Regions from separate parts of the Mus musculus genome. Here all the other regions are linked to region 3. Evidence: chromatin contacts called from public HiChIP or PLAC-seq data. All regions are on one chromosome and are shown on one strand. The core of a region is the stretch at or near the end of the contact, and the rest is flanking DNA. Distances in the headings are between cores, read along the strand shown. Region 1 overlaps Ncoa3 (nuclear receptor coactivator 3). Region 2 holds the start of Platr29 (a long non-coding RNA gene). Region 3 overlaps Zmynd8 (zinc finger, MYND-type containing 8).

The links. HiChIP or PLAC-seq counts read pairs in DNA pulled down with a chosen protein or histone mark.
Region 1: a contact with region 3 is called in an H3K27ac HiChIP or PLAC-seq map of embryonic stem cells, with 5 times the contacts expected there. The contact joins two enhancer-like sites. A contact is called at or near these places in 4 of 484 Hi-C or Micro-C datasets (CD8 T cells, nephron progenitors and ventral hippocampal neurons), 16 of 115 datasets of contacts at active chromatin or transcription factors (the HPC-7 cell line, differentiating embryonic stem cells, effector CD8 T cells and 10 more) and 1 of 9 other capture datasets (embryonic stem cells).
Region 2: a contact with region 3 is called in an H3K27ac HiChIP or PLAC-seq map of thymic regulatory T cells, with 3 times the contacts expected there. The contact joins the promoter of Platr29 here to the enhancer-like site in region 3. A contact is called at or near these places in 4 of 39 promoter capture datasets (the 3T3-L1 cell line, the C10 cell line, hippocampal neurons and 1 more), 1 of 15 datasets of contacts at CTCF or cohesin (embryonic stem cells), 8 of 484 Hi-C or Micro-C datasets (beige adipocytes, embryonic stem cells, nephron progenitors and 2 more), 22 of 115 datasets of contacts at active chromatin or transcription factors (the HPC-7 cell line, astrocytes, bone marrow-derived macrophages and 13 more) and 2 of 9 other capture datasets (adipose tissue and liver).

Annotation. Positions count from the first base shown.
Region 1 is chr2:166,020,887-166,024,557 of GRCm38.p6, reverse strand. The region is part of intron 1 of Ncoa3 (nuclear receptor coactivator 3); the gene reads right to left. Among named protein-coding and RNA genes, the nearest start is that of Ncoa3, 30 kb to the right of the region's middle. RefSeq lists an enhancer at 1,096-3,671. Within about 2 kb of position 2,092, at least 145 of the 459 cell types and tissues checked have an H3K27ac peak or open chromatin away from gene starts, as enhancers often do. A contact at or near this core is called in CD8 T cells, the HPC-7 cell line, embryonic stem cells and 3 more, where this site is marked.
Region 2 is chr2:165,979,972-165,983,509 of GRCm38.p6, reverse strand. Platr29 (a long non-coding RNA gene) reads left to right here and starts at 1,854. Exons shown (of 3, transcript XR_001783549.1): 1 at 1,854-2,538.
Region 3 is chr2:165,790,139-165,793,287 of GRCm38.p6, reverse strand. It overlaps Zmynd8 (zinc finger, MYND-type containing 8), which reads left to right. Exons shown (of 23, transcript NM_001363020.1): 20 at 321-484; 21 at 1,317-1,383. Among named protein-coding and RNA genes, the nearest start is that of Gm29993, 60 kb to the right of the region's middle. Within about 2 kb of position 1,382, at least 87 of the 459 cell types and tissues checked have an H3K27ac peak or open chromatin away from gene starts, as enhancers often do. A contact at or near this core is called in CD8 T cells, the HPC-7 cell line, bone marrow-derived macrophages and 9 more, where this site is marked.

The DNA of each region.
Region 1 (3,671 bases), core at 843-3,342, 230 kb before region 3:
CTGTACAGTTCCAGGGGATCTTATGCCCTCTCCTGATCTCAGTGTGTTCTACCACATATGCTGCAGACATACATACAGGTAAAATATCTATACACATAAAATAAAATGCAAAGAAAGGAAGCTAGCTACTGTAAGAAACTCTGATCACCATCTGCTTTCCTCACAGGTAGCCTTGTCCCGGAGCAGCAGCAGTCCGGAGCTCAGGATGTAGGAGCTGGCCTTATGCTCCTGCCTCAGCTTCTGGAGTGCTGTGATTAAAGCCAGTGCTTCCCTGAGCCACTGTTCACTTAGTCCCCTTGTATTCATCACTTCCTTCCTGGTGGCTGTCTCTGAACCCTTCCCACTGGCTCAGCTACAGGGTTCACACAGTACGCACAGAGGACAGAATCCAGAGCTTGAGTTACCTTCCCAACACTGCCCCCCAACAAAAATTGAGTTACAGGTATGTGGGATGGCTCAGTAAGTAAAGGCACTTGTCACCAACCCTGGCAACTGAGTTAAATCTAGGTCCCTCCATTATGGAAACAGAACCAACTGTAAAAGTTATCCTCTGACCTCCACATATACCCTATGGACATATACATAATAAAGGATGAATAAAAAATTTAATTTTGCCGGGCGGTGGTGGTGCACGCCTTTGATCCCAGCACTCAGGAGGCAGAGGCAGGTGGATTTCTGAGTTCAAGGCCAGCCTGGTCCACAAAGTGAGTTCCAGGACTGCCAGGGCTATACAGAGAAACCCTGTCTCGAAAAAAAAATTAATTTTATATTTTTTCTTAAAAGTTAGGAAGAAAGGAAGTTAGTTCACTGGTTAGTTAGGAGGAAGGAGTGAGTTAGTTAAGGGCTGGAGGGATGGCTCAGCAGTTTAGAGCACTGGCACTCTTTGGAGGACTAAGATTCCTAGCAGCACAGGTGCCTCAACCATCTGTAACTCTAGTGCCAGAGACCTAACATCCTCTACTGGATTCTGAGGGCACTCAATGCACATGATGCACATATAGACATGCAAAACACAAATAGAAACCTTTGGGAAAGATGCTGAGAATAATCACACAATGATCTAATGCAGTTTTTTAAAATGCAATGCATGGATATAGGTAAGAAAGCCAGGCATGGGAACATGGCTGTAATAACTGTTCTCTGTGAAGTTAAGCCATGACTGTCCTGAGTTTGGGGCTGGCCTGAGCTACATAATGAGTTCAAGGCCACCCTGATTGATAGACACACATACACAAATGCGCTGTGGAATGTATAACTGTATTTTTTAAATTTTTTTATTGTTTTATGGCAGGGTTTCATCTATACTAGACTTGCCTCAAAGTAAGCTTACTATTACACAAAGATTGCCTGCCTCCACTTTCTGAGTGTGCACCACTAAAATTGACTTTAGCAAAGATAATCCAATTTTACTATACAAACCAGTGACTCTGCAAAGTCACAGTGGGCATGGGGACCAGCATTCTTCATAGGGAAATGAAGTGCAGTTACTTGAGCAGGTTCCCAAACCAAGAAGGATCAGGGTATGTCCAATAGCCTCTCTTGTAGATCATATCACGCCATACCACAATTGTTTTGGTTTGGTTTAATTTCATTCATTCATTCACTCATTCATTCATTTATTCATGTATTTAGAAGGCATGCATATGGAGGCCAGGACAAACCCATAAGAGTCATGTAGGTCATGGGGATCAAACTCAGGTAGTCATGCTTGGCAGCAAGCTCCTTGACCCACTGAGCCCTCTCACTGCCCTAACAGCTGACATGGATTTAAATCATCTCTGCTTTTCCATTAGCAAAATAATCGTCTAAGAGCACACTGCTTCAGAAATAGGAGAAAGGAGACAATTACTAGCTGGTGAGTATTACATGGAATATTTACAGATCTCACGAGAGAGAGCTCAGTGTAAAATATCTGACTAGATACTGTACAGGAGTCAGCTCCCTGTGAGAAGGAATCTGTCTAATGCCGAAAGCACAGCTACCAGTTAGAGTGTAATTAGCTTAAAAAAAAACCGAAGTCAGTCAGGTGTGTGAGCGGCATTTACTATTTGTTCCCTTTGTACAGGAAGCACTCAGCTCTGATCTCAAAGTCACCTTCAAGCACTAACGGAAGCACAAGGCTGATTCCTCCTTGCCCAGAACAAAACCCACAGCAAAGACCAACGTAAGGGGACATTTCTCTCCACGTTTTCCTTCCCCAAGAAACAGCTTTATAAACCATATGACGTTCATAATGAAAAGATTACAATTTAGAAACCGAGGAGAAGAAAAATTAACAGGAGCATGAGACAAAAAGAGCACATGCCCTGATACAGAAGCCTCTGAAATTGCTTTTGGAAAAACATGGGACAATCATCTAATTATCAGATGAAACAAACTACAACTTAGAGCTCAATTTACCAGAGGAATAAATACTAAGGCACTCTGTATTACACTTGTAAATGAATAAATACCAAGGGAGGTATGGCAGACGTTCTAAATGCAATCAAGTTAAGTTGTTGTTTTTAAATCGGGCATTATAATCTATAGCTTTATAGATTTGCCACTAACCTCCTAATCTGGCAGGTTAAATTTCAACATTCAAAGTACTGGTTAGGTTTTCTAGAAATGGTCCAGTAAGTTGACATAATAATTAACGCTGTTTGATCTACAAAATCTGAGTACTCAGTGCTGAGAGTGATGAGTGACCTTGAGGCAGCTCTTGGAAGGCAGTCACCATGGCAACGCTTCCACAAAAGTGCCTCATCCTCAGCAAAAGGCCCAACCCAGAGCATAAGGATCTTTAAAGCAGAAAACCTCCGCCCTCACCCACAGCCTAGCAAGGGGTCACAGTTTCTTTTAAAAAGTCTCTACATCAACCTTCCTGATTATTCTTTCAGAGAAAATACAAATTAGCTTCACAGCCATTTATCTGGTCTGGCAACAAAACAAAACAAACAAAACAAAAACTATCTTTTATTTGCTAAATGGGAAGAATTCATTTTGTTTTGGAAAAATATGTTTCAATACAATTAGTACCATTTTACTGTTTTTCGTTCAGGAATGGTAACACAGTGGTAATCTCAGGGCTGAGAAGTCTGAGGCAGGACAACAGGCAGTAGGATGCTAGCCCTGGGATATATGCTGCATTAAAGGAGAGAAAGAAGGGCCACACAGGGGCAGGACACTGGAGTGGGAAGACATTATCTTCCAGCATGCACTTAAAGAAGGAAGCACAAAGGAAGCAGATTTCAGCCCAGACACAGAGTGCACTCATGACTGTCTACATACACCACGGCTTGCTACACTTAGTGTTCTGATGACGCTGTGTTCCCAGCTCCCTCCAGCAGTGCTTCCTGAAAGCCGGGAGGAGTCATTTTATTATCACAACAGTCAGCAGAACCTCAGCACCAGATACTGAACAATTTCACAATTTTCTCACAGAGCTACCAAAGCATTCCTGAAAAGCTGTGTCCAGAACAGCTAATGTTTTTCAGCCTAAATACAAAGATCTTATCGACTTTTCCATTTTTACTGTATATAATCTATTTGTTCATTCTTTCCTACCCCACCCCATTTACCATTAGTTTGCAAAGCCATGAGTACTGACTGATGAGATGACTGTGTGGGGAAAGGAATTTCCCCCCCAAAACTGCTAGGGCAGACATGAAAGAAGGTGCACACAACGTGCA
Region 2 (3,538 bases), core at 605-3,104, 190 kb before region 3:
ATTTCGGAGGATAAATCTTGTTCCCATTATTGGCTAATTACAGAGCAGAAACACGGGAGAAGGGGATGTGTTGAGGCAGGCAGACAATGTCAATGCCAGGGGTGAACTTAGAAGCCAAGTTAAGAATTCAGCTGGAAAAAAAAAAAAAAAACCCAAAACACTAAACCCCTCCGGCTGTTGTCAATCGAGTACTGTGGAACCTTTTCGTGTGTCCATGTCTGCACCCATCAGGCTCGGAGAGCCTGCCCCACCCACACTGCCTTCCACAGGAAGGGCAGAAGTCACTGTCTCCGGAATCATGTGACTGCCTACTTCTGCTCAGACTACAGATGATTGGGTCAGGCATGGGTGTCACCCCAGGGACAGCCAAGGCACCGGCTGGCCAGTGATTTATAAGAGAGCTGGGCCCAAAAATATCTGACCAAACAGGAACCAGGTTGACCTGTCTGATTTCCAATTTGAGATGAGTCAGCTGGTTCATTAAAGGACTCGAAGCTGAGGAGTTGCAGGCCTGAGGAGACAGGAGAGGCTGGGGTTACATGTGAAGGAACACCCAGAGATGCCAGGTGGAACGAAGAGCCCCAAAAGAAGCGGTGTCCTGAAAGCCAAGGTGGCCATTTCCAGCAACACTCCAGAGTAGGCAGTACTGAACACTCCGCCCCCACGCAGACAAGTGGAAATTCTAAGTAAAGGACAACTGATCTTTCAAATGAATAACTGAGTTCACGAGAAAGTACGGGAAATCCCCAGAAGCCAAAAACAAAAAAACAAAAAATGGAACGGAGAACCAAGCCTGTTTGTGTGAAGTTAACAACCAGGCTCCAGAAAGGGAGGAGCCCGGCCTTTGGGGGGCGGGGCTTGGGTGGTTATGTAAATCTCAAGGCAGGATGGAAGGCCTAGGGCTCACACTGTAGGAAGTTACAACCCTGCTTGAGCAGGCTGAGAAAAGGTAGGGTGAGAGCTAGCTTTCAGTTGCTAGGGTGTTTGCCTAAAAGCCATCTATGAAGAGCTGAGGTGTTCTGTGCAGGTCACTGGTGGACATTCCCTGCCTAGCTTGCCCAAGGCCCTGGGTTCCACTGCCAGTTGGGAGGAAGTCCTTCAATTCAAGAATTTAGAGCAGTGCTCTCAGCCTTCCTAATGCTGTGACCTTTTAAGACAGTTCTGCATGCTATAGTGACCCCCAACCATTAAATTATTGTCACTGCTACTTTATAACTGCAGTTTTGCTACTTTTGTGTAAATATCTGTGTTTCCTACTAAAGGGTCATTCAGCTCCCAAAGAAAGGATCTCAACCCACAGTTTGAGCAGCTGGTACAGAGAGACAACCAAGACAGATCGGTCTCCCAAAATCTTATCAGAAGTCGAAGTAGACTTTCCAAAGTGAACATGTGAACAAGAGCCCGGAGAGTGGCTTTCTTTTTTTTTGTTTGTTTGTTTTGTTATTTTTGTTTGTTTGTTTGTTTGTTGTTGTTGTTGTTGTTGGTTTTTCGAGACAGGGTTTCTCTATATAGCCCTGGCTGTCCTGGAACTCACTTTGTAGACCAGGCTGGCCTCTAACTCAGAAATCCACCTGCGTCTGCCTCCTGAGTGCTGGGATAAAGGTGTGTGCCACCTCCACCCTGCTGGAGTGGCTTTCTAAAGGAACCTGGACTAAACCTTCAAAAGGTTCAGTTCAGTATGCCTCGTCTCAGAACCCCAGACAAAGCAGGGTGTGGTGACATTAATTAGCAATCCCAGCTCTCACCAGGCAGAGGCAGGAAGGCAGCCTAGAATTCAAGGCTAATGAGGTATTCTAGTGAGTACTTACATATGCTGGGCAGCCTAGCATATGTAAGATAAAAAAAAAAAAAATGGCAGTTGTGAACACCCTTTCCCCTGCTCTCGGGAGGCAGAGGTGGGCCAGTGAGACCTACAGAGTGAGAGACAACACTGTCTCAAAAAGAAAATGAAAGAGGAAAAAAAAAGTCTGAGGACATCCCTCAGTTGCTAGAGTCTAGTTTGCATGCAGCCCTGAATTCCAGCCATCCTTCAGCCCCACAAAAACAGGTCGTGGTGGCTCACACAGAGCATTTCAGCATTCCGGAGGTGGAGGAAGGAGGATTAGGAGTTCAAGGTCACCTTGGACAAAGCTAGCTGGAAGAGATCTGGGCAACATGAAACCCTACCTCTCCCATCCCTCTCCCCCACAAAAACTGAGACAGTGGTGCTCACTGCTTCGATCCCAGGGCTCCATAGAAAAATCCTATCTTGAAACACATTTTTAAAAAGAAAGAAAGGAAGGAAGGGAGGAAGGAAGGAAGGAAGGAAACACATTATAAAGAAATCCTAAGATAATGCTTCCTTTCCTTCTTTCCTATCTAGGTCACTGAGCCACCATCTCTTGTTAGCACAAATGCCTAGAATCAACAGACGACACAGGACATTGTAAGATGCTGTGGAAAGTATAGGCTGTTCAGAAAACCACCTAGCAGCTCCCAAAAGGTTCAACAACAACGACAGAAGGAAGAGCCACATAACCCAGGGACTTGGACCTCCAGGTATATACACAGGTCTACCAGATGTCCGCAGTGCTCACCCATGACTGGTTCACACAATGTATTTTTCAGTTATTAAAAAAGGATGAAGGGGGCTGGAGAGATGGCTCAGCAGTAAGAGCACTGACTGCTCTTCTAGAGGTTCTGAGTTCAAATCCCAGCGACCACATGGTGGCTCACAACCATCTGTAATGAAATCTGATGCCCTCTTCTGGGGTGTCTGAAGACAACTACAGTGTACTAAAATAAAATAAATAAATATTAAAAAAAAAAAAAAAAAAGAATGAAGGGGAGCTGGAGAGGTGGCTCATCGCCCTGGTTGTTCTTGCAATGTAACAGGTTAGGTTCCCAGCACCCCACACTAATCTATATATAACTCCACCTCCAGGGGTTCTGGCCTGTGAGAGAGCAGGCACACACACTCACATGTGCACACAAGTGTACATAAACAAACAATAAAATAAAGCTTTAAGCAACAAAGAGAACGAAGAAGACGGTGAGACACTTGTGAGGCTTCCTTCCAAGAGAGAGGGCCTGAGTCCCATCCCAGAGCCTACATAGTGGAGGGAGAGTACCCACCGACCTCTGACCTCTACACGCAGGAGACAGGTCCTGCAGGAGCCATACCACACAGGAAATGGTGGCTCCTCTTAGGAAAGGATGGGTTTCCTTGGGCTTTTTTTCCCCTGGGGGGGGGGGGTTGGTGGTGCAGGCTCCTGTTACCCAGGCTGCCTTCAAACATATTTACACAAAACAAAGGAAGGGAAAGGAAAGGAAAGAACTAATGTGCTATAGTGGCTTATGCCTGTAGTCCCTGAATTTGAGATGCTGAGAGAGGAGGATTGCTGTGAGTTGAGGCTAATCTGGGCTATAGGAGACCTTGTCTTTTTTTTTTTTTTTTTAAAGATTTATTTATTTATTATATGTTAGTACACTGTAGCTGTCTTCAGACACTCCAGAAGAGGGCATCAGATTTCATTAGGGATGGTTGTGAGCCACCATG
Region 3 (3,149 bases), core at 133-2,632:
GGCTTCCTTGAACGGTGGTCACATCCTGGCTCCCCACAAGTTTCCTTTGATTGGAGAACATGTTCTCAGCAAAATGATGTAAAAATTGAATTGCTAAGTATGAAAAGGTCTATTTGCAAATAAAGTTTGGAGCTCTGGGTTTCAGAGTCGAAGGCCCATGCGAGATCTCTAAGTGGGTTTGGGAGAGATGGAGCCTGGCGAGGTTGAATTGGGACTGAGCTGTGGGGGCCTCGAGGGGTAGCCATTTGAAAGCTGGGCTCCTGGATGTTCACACACGGCTTGAAGCATCTCATGACTTTCTCGTTCTCTTTGGTCCCCAGCGACTGCCCCTCAGCAGGAAGCAGATGCCGAGGCAAGCACAGAAACAGGAAATAAGTCATCGCAGGGCAACTCCTCCAACACACAGTCAGCACCTTCAGAACCGGCCAGCGCCCCCAAAGAGAAAGAGGCGCCAGCGGAGAAGAGCAAGGACAGTAGTAACTCGGTGAGAATCCCCAAGCTGACAGTCGCCTTGTACCAAGGACCCTTTCCTGTATCTGCCACCACTGGATGCCCTTCACTGTTCCGGTTTATCTGGGTGGGGAATGGTTCTTTATGGCCAGTGTGCCCCCCATGCGAGAACACGGAGAGCCGGGCTGGTGTGTATGTGGGACCTTCAGTTGTTCTGTGGGGTTCCTCAAAGTTCAGAAGGGCGCCCCCCTGCGGAGGTAAAACAATGTCTCTTCTGGGGCCCTGGAAGCCACCAGCCACACGTCACTGACTAGAAGTGTGGCTGATGTGACCAAGGACCTGCTTATTTTAAAGTAACTTGGGATTGAAGTGGCCACGTGTGGCCAGTGCTGTTTCGATGGACCATAGGGCTCGAGCAGCTGCTTGCTTCCTGTGGGGTATGTGATAACAGTTGAATGCCTGGGCCATTTTAAGGGTCATGGTTACTGCTCTTTGCCTGCACTTGTAGCTGTGTATCTCAAGAGCCCAAATCATTAGATGGTCGGTAAAATACTATTGCCTCGGAAGAGACTTAACATGAAGTAAAAAGAGATTTTTGAGCAGTATATACCTTCTTTGCAAAGCAGGGTACTGGGTAGGTCTGGGGATGTAGTGGATGTAGGGGAAGCCAAGGCGACAGGGATGAGTGGGGGACCATTCCAATGCTTTGTTCTGGCCTTTCGGATCTGGTATACAGTGTGTGGCCGTCCACCTGCCCTGGCTCTGGTCTGATCACCAGGTAGAGACCTCTAAGGGTGGGAGGAGTGGTGAGCCATCCTGTGATTCCCTGGGGTTCTATGGTTTCATCTTTTTGTTTATATTTCTAGACCCTGGATCTTTCCGGCTCCAGAGAGACGCCCTCCTCTATGCTCTTAGGCTCCAATCAAAGCTCTGGTATGTCGCCCCCTGGTGGCCACATGGGGTTTTGTATTTCACTTGGTCATGTTGGGGGAAGTCAAAGGTTTGGGATTTTTTGGCGTACCTTGGATGGATTTGGGTGGAGGTGTGGCTAGGCGAGGTGTTACACAGGTGCCTCCTTGTATTGGTCACCCACGTGTGTCATGTTTAATGAGTGCACCCTTCACGGGGACACAGGGTGATCCGCTCAGGTCTCCGAGGTCCTCAGGGCATATTTGATTGATGAAGACCCTCAAAGCCTTTAGTGATGAATAGAACTTCTATGTTGAGCCTTCTCTGGGGTCCAGTACTAGGTGCTGTGGAATTTGAGCCTCCCTCTCCCGTCCTGGGAGCCTTGGGTGTCTTTTCCTACATTCTTCTGAACTTTTTCCCAGAATTCAGAGCCATGGCTTCCTTGGCCAATTTGACGTTCTCTCTTAGCTCCAGGATCTTTTTTGCTCCTTGATTTACTGTGGCTGAAAACTGAAAGCTACGGCTTTTCTTGTGTACAGTGGGTGCACAGAGGACTGCCACTGTCTGAAGGAAGACAGGAATGGTCCGCAGGAGTGGAGGGGGCTAGTGGTAGGGAGGAGATAACCTCACAGACTCAGATTGTAATGATTGGAGACTGCAGGTGAAGAGAGCAGCCCCTCCCCCTCTGTGCTCAGCCGTTCAGCCCCTCCCCCACGTCCTTGGCAGTTCCAGTGTGTTGCTAGGCTCCGGGTGCTCTGTCTTTCCATGACATTGTTAGCATCTTGGCTTTTCTTGATTGAATTGTGGTCTTTGATCTCCTCCTCCTCCTTCCTCTGACTCCTGAGTACTGGAGTAACGGGCCTGTGCCACCTCTCCTGGCTTGAATTCTGCTCTTCGCAAAGACAGAGTGGACTGGATTCTACCAGTTTCATACACTTAGCATGGAACAATACTTTTTTTTTTTTGAAATCATGTTTGTAGAGATGCCTTAATGGATTTCCCAGTTTTTAGTGATGATGATGATAAAAATAAGTTTAAAATACAAACAGGCATGGTGGTGCATGCTTTTAACCCCAGCACTCAGGAGTCAGAGGCTGGCAAGTTCTAGGGCAGCCTAGTCTACAGAGTGAAACTCAGTCTCAAAAAGCAAAGAAGCCCCCGAACTGAGTTAGGAGAAGAGCTCTGACCTTAGGGATGTCTTAATTCAGAGAGTGGAGCTGGCAGTATCCAACTTAGGAAATACCGTTTGGGACTCTGGGGAGCTGCAGAGAAGGTGAAGCTGAGGAGTGATATTGAGGAATGACCTTGAGGTGTCCCCTAGCAGGTCCAGGTTGACCTGGTGGCCATTTCGGGTCACAGAGCAAACCGCCAGACGCATAGCTGGCCATGTCCCAGCAAACCCTGGCCTGCAGAAGAGGCGGTGCGGCTTGGGCCTATGGGTTCCATTTGCTGCCCTCTGACCTAGAGAATCTTGGGTCACAGGCAAGAGTAGAAGGAGACCTTAGGTCCAGGAGGAAGTGGCTGGGTGTGGGGGAGAAAGCCGTGAGTTCCAAGGAATCAGTGGCTTAGCTGATGGCATCGGAGCCAGGGTGTCTGTGCAGGTGTCCCTTCCTTGTGTGCCAGGCGCAGTGCGGAGCTCCACAAAGTTGCTGTCAGTGGAAGCCAGAGATGGTTGTCCAGGCTGCACCGTGTGGCCTTTAACTTCTTCTTAGCCACTTTCTCTAGCTGTGTCTCCCTGGTACTCTTCCCATCGGAAGCTCTGATAATGGAGTCTCCTGGGTTCCCCTTCC